Regions from separate parts of the Arachis hypogaea genome. Here region 2 is linked to region 1. A link is a contact called in public Hi-C data. All regions are on one chromosome and are shown on one strand. The core of a region is the stretch at or near the end of the contact, and the rest is flanking DNA. Distances in the headings are between cores, read along the strand shown.

Region 1 (5,597 bases), core at 2,013-4,512:
TTGATATCCTGACTAAGAGTTACAAGATAACCATAGCTTGCTTCAAGCCGACAATCTCTGAGGGATCGACCCTTACTCACGTAAGGTATTACTTGGATGACCCAGTGCACTTGCTGGTTAGTTGTGCAGAATTGCAAAATTGTGATTGTGATTTCGTGCACCACTAGCTTGGAGAGGACATCGGCTCTACTGTTGAATTCCCGAGTTATATGCCTGACCTCAGTTTCTGGGAATTGCCTAAGGTACTCTAAAGTTTTTTCCAAGTACCTTTTCATATTGGGGTCCTTTGCCTGGTACTCTCCATTAATTTGAGAAGTCACTATCTGGGAGTCACTGAAGACTACCACTTTAGTTGCGTCAACTTCTTTGGCCAACTTTAGTCCCGCTATCAGAGCTTTATATTCTGCTTGGTTATTAGAGGCGAAAAACTCAAATTTCAGGGATACTTCTATTTGAGTTCCCTCTTGATTGACCAATATTATGCCCACTCCACTTCCAACTTTATTGGATGATCCGTCCACATATAGCTCCCAAGTCGTGGAGGCCTCTATGTGATCGCCTGTATATTCTGCTATGAAGTCGGTAAAGCATTGAGCTTTAATTGCTGTCTGAGTTTCGTACTTTAAATCGAACTTGGACAACTCTATGGCCCATTGAATCATTCTAGCTGCAATATCCGTTTTATGAAGGATCTGCTTCATCGGCTGGTTCGTCTGGACTCTTATAGTATGAGCTTGGAAATAAGGTCGAAGCCTTCTGGCTGCTACAATTAAGGCATATGCAAACTTCTCAAGTTTTTGGTACCTTAATTCAGAACCTTGTAGCACCTTGCTAGTGAAGTAGATGGGATGTTGTCCGACCTCATCTTCTCGTATTATTGCTGACGCCATGGCCTTCTCAGCGACAACTAAATATAATACAAGTTCTTCCCCGGCCTTTGGCCAAGTAAGGATGGGAAATTGGCTCAAAAATATTTTGAACTTTTGAAAGGCCTCTTCACGTTCAGGAGTCCATTCGAACTGACATCCTTTTCTAAGTAATGAAAAAAGTGGTAGGGATCTTAATGCTGATCCTACCAAGAATCTAGATAAAGCCGCAAGTCGGACATTCAGCTGCTGGACTTTCTTTAAACAAGAATTTAGGATTGCTTTGCACTTGTCGAGGTTAGCTTCAATCCCCTTTTGTGTTAGCATGAATCCTAGAAATTTTCCAGCTTGCACCGCAAAGGTGCACTTGGTGGGATTTAGCCTCATCCCATGCTTCCTTATGGTACCAAAGACTTGTGAGGGGTCGGTCAGGAGACTGGTTTCGTCCTTGATCTGTACTAACATATCATCTACATATAATTTCATCAGGCTTCCGAGGTGAGGTGAAAACACCTTATTCATGAACATTTGATAGGCGTCCCCTGCATTTTTTAATCCAAATGGCATCACCACGTACCAATAGTTTGCCTTGGGTGTGATGAAAGATGTTATCTTTTGATCCGATTTATACATTGGGATCTGATTGTAGTCTGAGTAAGCATCCATAAATGATAAATATTGATACCCCAAGTTAGAATCCACTATGGCGTCAATGTTGGGTAGAGGATATGGGTCCTTTGGACATGCTTTGTGGAGGTCGGTATAGTCGATACACATCTTCCACTTCCCATTCTGCTTTTTAACCAGCACCACATTTACCAGTCAGACCGGGTATTTGACTTCTCTGATAAACCCTGCCTCTAGCAAGGCTTGTACTTGTTTTTCGACCACTTGAGCCCGTTCGGGTTCGAGCTTGCGTCTCCTTTGTTGGACAGGTCGGGATCCCGGGTAGACAGCCAGCCTATGTGACATCAGCTCGGGATCTATCCAAGGCATGTCGGAGGCTTTCCAGGAGAACAGGTCAGATTTCTGTTGTAGGAGCTTTACAAGTTCCTGCTTCAGATCCTTTGTTAACTTAGCTCCTATGTTAGTGTTTTTTCAGACCTTTTGCCCAATTTGGACTTCTTCCGGTTTTCCTCCGAGTTGTGGCCGTAACTCTTTCCTTACTCGGACTCCTCCGAGTTCAATTGTATTGACATCCTTGCCTTTATCCCTTAGGTTCAAGCTTTCATTATAACACTTCCTTGCCAACTTCTGATCTTCCTCGATGGTAGCAATCCCTTCCGTTGTTGGAAACTTCATACAAAGATGAGGGGTTGAGATGACCGCTCCTAGCTGATTTAGGGTTATTCTGCCTATCAGGGCATTATAAGCGGAGGTTACATCGACAACAATGAAGTCGATGCTTAAAGTCTTGGACTACAGTCCCCTTCCAAAAGTCGTGTGCAGGGGAAAGAAGCCTAGTGGCTTAATGGGGGCGTCCCCTAATCCAAAGAGGGTATCCGGATAAGCTTTTAGCTCTTTCTTGTCCAGTCCCAGCTTATCAAATGCTGGTTTGAACAGTATGTCAGCCGAGCTTCCTTGATCTACCAGAGTTCTGTACAGGTGAGCATTGGCGAGGATCATGGTGATTACTACTGGGTCATCATGTCCAGATACGATACCTCGTCCATCCTCTTTGGTGAAAGAGATGGTAGGGAGTTCGAGTCCAGCATCTCTGACTTGATAGACTTCTTTTAGGCGTCTTTTCCGAGACGACTTAGTAAGTCCCCCTCCAGCAAAGCCACCCGAGGTCGTGTGAACATGTCACTCTAGAGTTTGTGGGGGTGGACCTCTCTGTTCGAGGTCTTCGTTGTCTCTCTTCCTTTTTCCTTGATTACTTGACCTTTCCGTGAGATATCTGTCCAGTCGACCTTCTCGAGCCAACTTTTCTATCACATTTTTTAGGTCATAGCAATCATTTTTTGAGTTTCGATAAAGCTTGTGGTATTCACAATACTTATTACGACTTCCATGCGGGGGTAGGGGTGGGAAGGGAGCTTCTCGGTGTGGCAAATTTTCCTGTATACATCTACAAGGGAGGCCCTCAACGGGGTGTTGTTGTGACACCTTCTGGGTGTCTTGGGTCCGACTTCTTCTTTCCTCTTGGGCTCCCTCTCCTTTTTCTTTGATTGGTGAGGGTTCCCAAGTCGCCAGTTCGGTTCTCGTAACCTGGCATTTTCTTCCATGTTGATGTACTTTTCAGCTCGCTCCTGTATATCGTTCAAGGAAGTCGGATGTCTTTTTGATATGGACTGAGAGGAAGGTCCTTCTCGGAGAGCATTCACGAGTCCCATTATCACCGCCTTAGTAGGCAAGTCTTGAATCTCCAAGCACGCTTTGTTGAATCTCTCCATGTATTCCCTCAGGGGTTCTCCGACCTCTTGTTTCACTCCGAGTAGACTGGGTGCATACTTGACCTTGTCTTTCTGGATTCAAAATCTGGTAAGAAATTTGCGTGAGAGATTGTTAAAACTGGATACAGACTTAGGGGGCAAGCTATCAAACCACTTCATGGCTGCTTTGGTCAGTGTTGTCGGAAAGACCTTGCATCGAGTAGCGTCCGAGCCGTCTGCCAAGTACATCTGACGCTTGAAGTTGCTGAGATGATGCTTTGGGTCGGTTGTTCCATCATACAGGTTCATGTCGGGGCTTTTAAAGTTTCTGAGAAATTTAGCCCACATGATATCCTCAAAGAATAGGTCTTCTCCCCCCAGCGGACTATCTTCTCGAGCCGTACAAGAGTCCTTATTTTGAAGGTTGGATTCTAGCTTTGAGAGCTTATCCTCTAGCTCTCTTTGCCTTTTGATCTCTCTTTTCAGGATCCTCTCCGCTTCACGCTCTCTAATTCCCATTCTAGCTATTCAAGTCGGCCTTGATGTCCTTGTAGCCATCCCATGAGGTCGGCGTCATGATGCTGTCCCTCCTCTTCAGGGAGGCGGATCTCGGATGATATTCTCCTTTGGTCGCCGGAAGGGCCTTCTCCGTGTGGCTCCTCTTTTCTTGGCTAGGATACTACTAAAGCTTGGTCGTTATTGACCATGTCTTGGTATTCTTGATCTGACTCAAACGCAGAGCATCTGTCTTTGTATTGGTTGTCCGCGATTGAGCGTTGATCTCCAGGTCTCCGACAACGACGTCAATGTTCTGGGGATTACCTGAAACAAGGTTCGCTTTGGGCATGTAAGTGAGGCCCAAATCCCCAATGGAGTGTGCTCCGACTTGTCCGACGTCTTGTGGTTGTCGTCCGAGTTGTTTGTGAGAAGGTGGGTGGTGGTACCTGCAAGACACTCCGATGCTTAAGTTAGCAAGGGGTTAAGCAGGTTTAAAGTATTGGAATTTAAATTTACCTGAGTGTGTCAGTGTCTTTATAGGGGATGAACCAATAACCACAATTGAAGTAGTTTCACTTCTGATGGTAGATAACCGTCCATTTATCTTAAGATTGTTGAGATCTCTCTTCCAGGAGTGATGAGAGATTTAGGGAGGCAGTTACTCACTTGGATAAGTGTTAATTGCCTGCTTGCGTTGATGTCGACCTCTTTGAGGAGGTCGGACAAGCAGTAGAGGCCAATCTTCTAGATTGAACCTTTTAACTTTATTTATTGGGCCTGGATTATATTTTGGGCCAGAATATGAACATATGGTTAAGTAATATATGATTTTTTAGATATATAAAAATATTTATGCAAAACATATATCTTTATATCAAAATATTATTTTGAACGAAAGTAGTCAATTTAGAAATATTTATATATTGTAAATTGTAAAATTTTTAGTAATTTTCATTTAGCAATTTAGTAAATTGTAACAATATTCTTGTAACCAAAATAAAAAAATAAAAAATGCATAACTAATAGAAAGATATGTGATCTCTACCAATTTTTATATTTCACAATAGAATTATCCATTCTTAGTGCGAATTAGACATAGTATTTTTTTATTTTTTAGTGTCACTAATAAGTTACAAAGTTACAAGTATGCTAAGAATATTTATTCATACACTATATATAAGAATTTTTAATAAAAGAGAAATATTATTAGATAACCAACTTTTTTTAATTAACATTAACTAAATTTTTAAAAATTATTTTATTTATTTTTTAAATTTAACTTTTAATTCTAAATTCTAAATTTTAAATCTAAACACTAAAGTTGACTAATGTTAGTTAACTAAAAATTAGTTTTCTATACTTTCTCTTAATAAAAATATAATGTTCAATAGATTTTTAATGTATTAATAACACATTAAAAATATGAAATCTTTCCAATTTTATTCTTTTATGCAATATATTTAGATATTTCGTTTTTTTGGGCTGGGCCAGTGGCCATTAGAACAGACTGGACCCGCACTATTATGTTTATTTTTATTTTTTAATAATTTTGGGATCATGAATGATCCTTTTCCGAACGATACAGAGGTATCTTTGTTTTTGGTCCGAACAGTACGCTTACAACGCCGTAAACCCAGATAATATAGGCCTGGGTATGCGTGGAGGAACATATTATAAGGTGGGCCTGCTTCCTGATTGCCCAAATCTCGTTTAAAATGAGCCAACAAAAGTCTTCTTTAACTTGGGCCTCGGCCTGTTTAAATACCCAGAAAGAAATTCTTTGACTTCTGTTCATCGGGTATTGGGACTTTGCGAGAGAACCTAACATAATAGTAAAATCTATCTTAATTAAACGAAA
Region 2 (5,756 bases), core at 738-3,237, 110 kb before region 1:
TCTCAGCTATTTGTTGATAGACTTCCACGATGGGGAGAGTGAGTGGGGTGTAATTAGCAAACTTCCCGACCCGAGGGAACGGCCTGGGTGCCTTGTTTGGTGCCTCCTCCCTGGCTTGTTCCTTTGCTCTTTCTCCGTTACCCGGTTGCCGAGCTTGGTTGTAGCCGGACTGCCGTTTATTGGCAGCCACGACTCGGCTGACTTCCTCGTCATTTATATACTCCTTGGCCACCGTCTGGATCTCGTGCTTCGTCCAAACTGGTTTCGTGGTAAGGTGCTTTCGGAAGTTTTCGTTGAGGAGGCCGTTCGTCAGGCAAAGGCTGGCCACCGAGTCGGTTAAGCCGTCGATTTCCAAGCATTCGTCGTTGAACCGATCCAGGTACTTTCGGGTCGGCTCTCCCTGTCTTTGTGTTATCCCCAAAAGATTGATAGGGTGTTTTGCCTTTGCTATTCGCGTCGTGAACTGGGCTAGGAACGCGCGACTGATGTCCGAGAAGCTGTAGATGGATCCCTGCGGGAGGCCGTTAAACCACCTGATCGCGGGTCCCGCCAGGGTCACCGGAAAAGCTCGGCACCTTACCTCGTCTCCTACCCCCTCTAGGTTCATCCTTGCCTCGAAGGCCGTGAGATGTTCTAGGGGGTCTTGAGTTCCATCGTGCCTCATGTCCGTTGGTTTGTCGAAGTGTTTCGGCAACCGGACTTCGAGGATGGAACGGTGGAACGGGGTGACGCCCATTATCACAGGTTGTCGTGTCCTCCCGGACCTTCCTTCGCTGTCCTCGCGATCTCGTGCTGTGCGGCGCGTCTCTCTGCCACGGGAGTAGATGATGGTGTCATTTCGTCTTCTCGGGATTGGAGACTCTTCCCGGGTGCTCTCCGCTTCCGTTCGGGATGCGGAGGTGTGTCGCTGGCGGCTTCGATGGGAGTTTCCCTCTTGGTGCTCGAGGGACGGGGTGTAGCTGGGGTCGGTGCTTCGTCCATCGCGCTCTTGGTCGGCTAACTGTCGCTCCAAATTTTGGACCCTGTGCCGTAATTCCTGCATTATTATGGCGCTGTCGCCGCCCGTTCCCCCGAAAGGTCGTGTCCTCGTGTGCTGTTCAGTGAGTTGTCGGGGGGACCTTCGCCGAACTCTCAACGAGGCGACAGAGGCTGCCCCCTCCGCTCCGGCTCCTCGGCCCTGATCGCCAGGACCCTGCACAACGTCCATTAAGGAAAAGTCCCCACAGACGGCGCCAATGTTCGGTTGTCGGTTTCCGGACTGGTCGGGTGATGATTAATGGGAGCGAGGATTCCTCAATCGCGGTTGTGTTGGGACCCGGTCTGCCGTGAAGTCGAGCACTTGTTGTGAGAGAAAGGGGGGTGCCACCTGCAAAGACACTCCGACGGTCTAGTCAGTCCGTGCGCAGGCGAAGGAATGTTAGGTGAAAAGGTGACGTACCTCGAGGGAAGGGCAGGTCCTTCCCTATTTATATCGTGTCAGAGGTGAAGGGCGGGCCCACCTTCCTCGAAGCTTCCTCACAGCTGTAGCGGGAAGCTTCCAGGGACGCGTGTCCGGGTCGCGTTGTGATCCGTTCGCATCCGGTCAGTCGGGTCGGGTCGTCATCGGGACGAGTTGACCTGCGAGCCGTTTGGGCTGGGCCGTAATAATTTATTATGTATTAGCAATGCGTAACATATGAAACATAGAAATCATATCCAAAATCATCTAATTTATAAGAAAAAGAAACATCCGTGTGCCTATTAGTAGCAACATCCGGTTAAAGTCACCAGTGCCTCTGGTTTACCAGTTGGCTGATTCTTGACTTATATAGAGTTGGTTCCTAGCATTGTTGTTTTTATTATTATTTTGTAACAGCGTATACAAAAATGTATTGAAGGTAGCTTTCACAAGAGTTGTCGTCTGCGAAAAGCCTTACACATAATCATCCAGAGTTAAGGTTAAACAAAGGGGGCCGGGGGGTTCTACCAGGATAAACTCATATTTAATTAATTAAATACTGCTATCATAGATGGATTAGAATAAAGCTACACAAAGAGTGCACGCAACCGTTAGGTTGTATGTGGAATTAGAAAAAAATAAACTGTCAATGAGAAAGGATTTAGTTAATTAATTAATTAATTAATTGTTTGCGGTTTCATCATTTCTGCTGGATTAACTTCTGTTCAATTTCTGCCATTCTTGAAAAATATCATACTGCACAAAACTCATGGAGGATAATTCTTAGTTTTTACTATACTTATAATAGTATTTTGTTATTTTTTAAAGATTTTACATAAAATAACCATTCCAACATTTTAATATATATGTGTTCGCAATGTTAGACGTAATGTCCTAACTTTGTTCCCAAGCTAAGTCTTACTATTTCCAGTTCTAACTTCTAACTGATTAACTGACCAAAAAAAAAAAATAAAAAAAGGTAGTATTAAATTATTAGATATCTTAATACGTTCAAAATTCATTCTTTCCCTTTCACCCTGGCATCTACTTTCCAAGCAACGCTGTACGCTAATATTCTTTTTCGTCTCTTAAAAGCCTTTAATTTTAAGCCTTCAATTTTAATCAGTTGATAAGTACTGACAAGAGGATTTGACAGGGGAAAATATCATTTTAATTGATGAAGAAGTAATACGATTATTTATTTATTCTGAACTAAAATGGCCTATATATCTCATCTGTCTATATTTTTAATTTGGATATTGACAGTCCAATAATGGTCTATTCTTTTCAATAATAAAAACGAGATACACTATAACCATTGCTATCCTTATAAGCTTCTAAATCTGCATAATTTAGAAAGAAAATAATACAAACTATAATAAATCTACATTTCATGAGAGCAAAATTAACATCGCCCATGGCCAGTCTTATTTTTAATTGTTGGTATAAAAAATGATTTTTTCTCAACATAAGAACGTTTCAATTGCTAATGATTTTGACTACAAAAGTATTAGTATCGATTACAAGAAAAAGAAATGGGCAAGCTGAAGTCGAAGAAAGATGGTACAAAAAGCGTCAAAGTCAAAAGATAGTTAGTGTCTTTTCTTGAACATTAAGGCTTACTACTCGACCATCAAGTTAAGGGAAGAACATGGGTGCGAGATTTGAGGAGCAAGTTGAAGAAAACGTGAAACTTGAAAATCGAAAAAGATGTGGGTGTCAAAATTTATTTGGGGTCAAAATTCTTCGTAGTTAAGGCAAGGTCATGGCTAAGAAAAAGGAAGAAGTAAGATAGTGGATAACATGTTCTATGGCAAGACCATCTCCACGGCCTATAAATAGTAAAAACTCAAAAGTTCTAGGACTTCTTAAAAAATACTAGATCATCACACATAAGTCTCTGCCAAAATTCTAATCCCAACAATGCAACAGAAGACCATAGAGTATAAGTGCATGCGAGTGTTGAAAATTCACTTTTATTTGCTTATCGAAATTATGGGAGATTCACAATTAATAATTTAACAGTTGACTAGAAACTATTGAGTTATTAGTCAAAATTTATCCAAATATTTTATGGTGGCCGTTCAACTCTTAGCTGAGTTTGACTTACTTTCAATAAAGCACATATTTAAAGAGTCAAATTAGGAAGCTAACGAATTAGCTCAAATGGCTTCTGCCTATAAAATATCTCTCAAGTTGATAAAGAAGTATAGTGAAATTGAAACTAACCTACCTCCTTTAGAAGCAAGAGGGGTTTATTGTGCAAACACTCTCGATCCAAATGATTGGAGATATAAGATCATCGACTTCTTTAAAAAGTCCAATCAAAGAACAGATCAAAAAATTAAGATTTATCATTGAGCTTTGTATTGGTTGGAGGGGATCTATTCAAGAAAAGTGTCGATGGTTCTTTGCTCCAATATTTAAATATGCAAGATGCATATTTAGCTATGGCAAAGGTGCATGAAGGTATTTGTAGAGCTCATCAAGTAAATAAAAAAATACATTGGACCCTACATCAACAAGGACTGTATTGGCCTTCAATAATGAAGGATTGTATCAATTTTGCTCGATACTGTGATCAATACTAAAGGCATACACCAATTCATAGAGTTCCTACCTCTGATTTATATATTATAATCAGGCATTGATCATTTAGAGATTGGGCTCTTGACCTAATAGAAATGATCCATCCTCCTTCGACTAAGGGACATAAGTTTATCTTGGTGGCAATCGACTATTTTACAAAGTAGGTAGAAGTTGTGCCCATGAAAGAAGTTACCAAAGCCAAGATAATCAACTTTTTTGAGGAGTCGATCATTCATAGATCTGGCATTCCCTAAATGCTGGTTACATATCAAGAGACCATGTTTACTGGTCAACAAATAAAAGAGTTTGCTGAGTCACGAGGAATTAAAATAGTACAATCGACTTCCCATTATGCACAAGCTAATGGCCAAGTCGAAGCCATTAATAAAATTCTGATAAGTTTGATAAAGAAGCATATAAGGAGGCAGCCTCAAAATTGGCATACTACACTAAGTCAGGTGCTATGGGCTTACAGGTGTTCTCTAAGAGAATCAATTAAATCGACACCTTATGAGTTAGTGTATGGCCAAAAAGCTGTATTGCCACTTGAAATAAATTTGTAAAACATAAAGGTGGCAAGGCAAAATGATTTGCCAATTGAACAATATTGGTCGAGTATGATTGATGAATTAGATGAATTAGATCAAGTTTGACTCATGGTGCTAGACAGAATGATAAAGCAAAAAGAGATGATATCTAAGTCATACAATCGAAAAGTAAAAGGTAAAACATTTGCAATTTGTGACTTCATATTGAAATTAGTACTTCCGACTGAAGAAGTCAAAGGCAAATGATCTCCTTTATGGGAAAGACCCTTTGAAATAGAAAAAGTTTTCGATAGCAATGCGTATGGAATAAAAAATACAAACAGTAGTCGAACTAGCATGTAAATGGTAAGTATCTCAAAAAATACCATTGTCACTAAAACAAAATAAGCCAAGAATACTAAACAAAATAACTGCAAAAGAGTGCTAAAGCAAGCTACTAAACATGAGTTTCAAATTCTCTTGACATTGGTCCAGACTTAAGGACTCTTGCGCTAATTCTTGGGCATTGGTGGCTCGAGTGACTACTTCGACTAAAGCACCTCGACTCAAAAGTTTGGAAGCATGAGTCTTCTCAATCATTTGCAGTCGAAGAGAGAGAACATCATTGGTGGATGCGACTTTATTTTTTCCTAATTTTAGATTAGCCAGTTCTCTCTCTAAGGCTGAAATCTTTGACTCCATTTCTCGTTCCTTTGCCAGACCCTCTAACAAAATCTCGGTAACCTAAGACTTAGCTATGTCATATTTTTTCAGCTGAGTATCACAGTCGGCTAAAGTCTTAAGTGACTTGTTCAGTTCTTGGTCAGCATCATGAATTCTGGAAAAGTGGGAGGAGACGTCCTCAATAAATGAGCCAAGAGATGAATGCATGTCGGAGGAAATACGTTGATTGAGAAAGGCAAGCGCATCAGTAAGTCGAGACTTTAGGACAGTATTGTCATCTATATCCTCGATGAAATGGTTCAAGCAATCAAGAACAATGTTGATTCTGTCGACAACTTGAGGATATGGACCCGTGGGCATAGAGGAAGTAAATTCTTCTATAACATCTTCCTCTTTGATCGACGCTTCCTGAGTCGACTTCTCAACTTGAGGGATAACAGTGCTCAACTCTGGACTAGAAGACATCCCCATAATTCCTTCAGAGGAACAAATCTGTCGAGCTTCAGACAAGATATTTT

Evidence for each region. Hi-C and Micro-C count contacts between places; a contact is called where the count stands out from the background.
Region 2: a Hi-C map of leaf shows a contact between it and region 1, with 5 times the contacts expected there. The contact joins the enhancer-like site here to the promoter of LOC112779536 in region 1. A contact is called at or near these places in 3 of 8 Hi-C or Micro-C datasets (all in leaf).

What each region holds. Positions count from the first base shown.
Region 1 is chr3:108,216,641-108,222,237 of arahy.Tifrunner.gnm2.J5K5, reverse strand. It overlaps LOC112779536, which reads right to left and starts at 3,262. Exons shown (of 5, transcript XM_025823836.1): 1 at 2,866-3,262; 2 at 1,971-2,221; 3 at 219-1,658. The coding sequence starts at 3,262.
Region 2 is chr3:108,327,477-108,333,232 of arahy.Tifrunner.gnm2.J5K5, reverse strand. No RefSeq gene overlaps it. Among protein-coding and RNA genes, the nearest start is that of LOC140183543, 14 kb to the right of the region's middle. Within about 2 kb of position 1,987, at least 1 of the 3 cell types and tissues checked has open chromatin away from gene starts, as enhancers often do.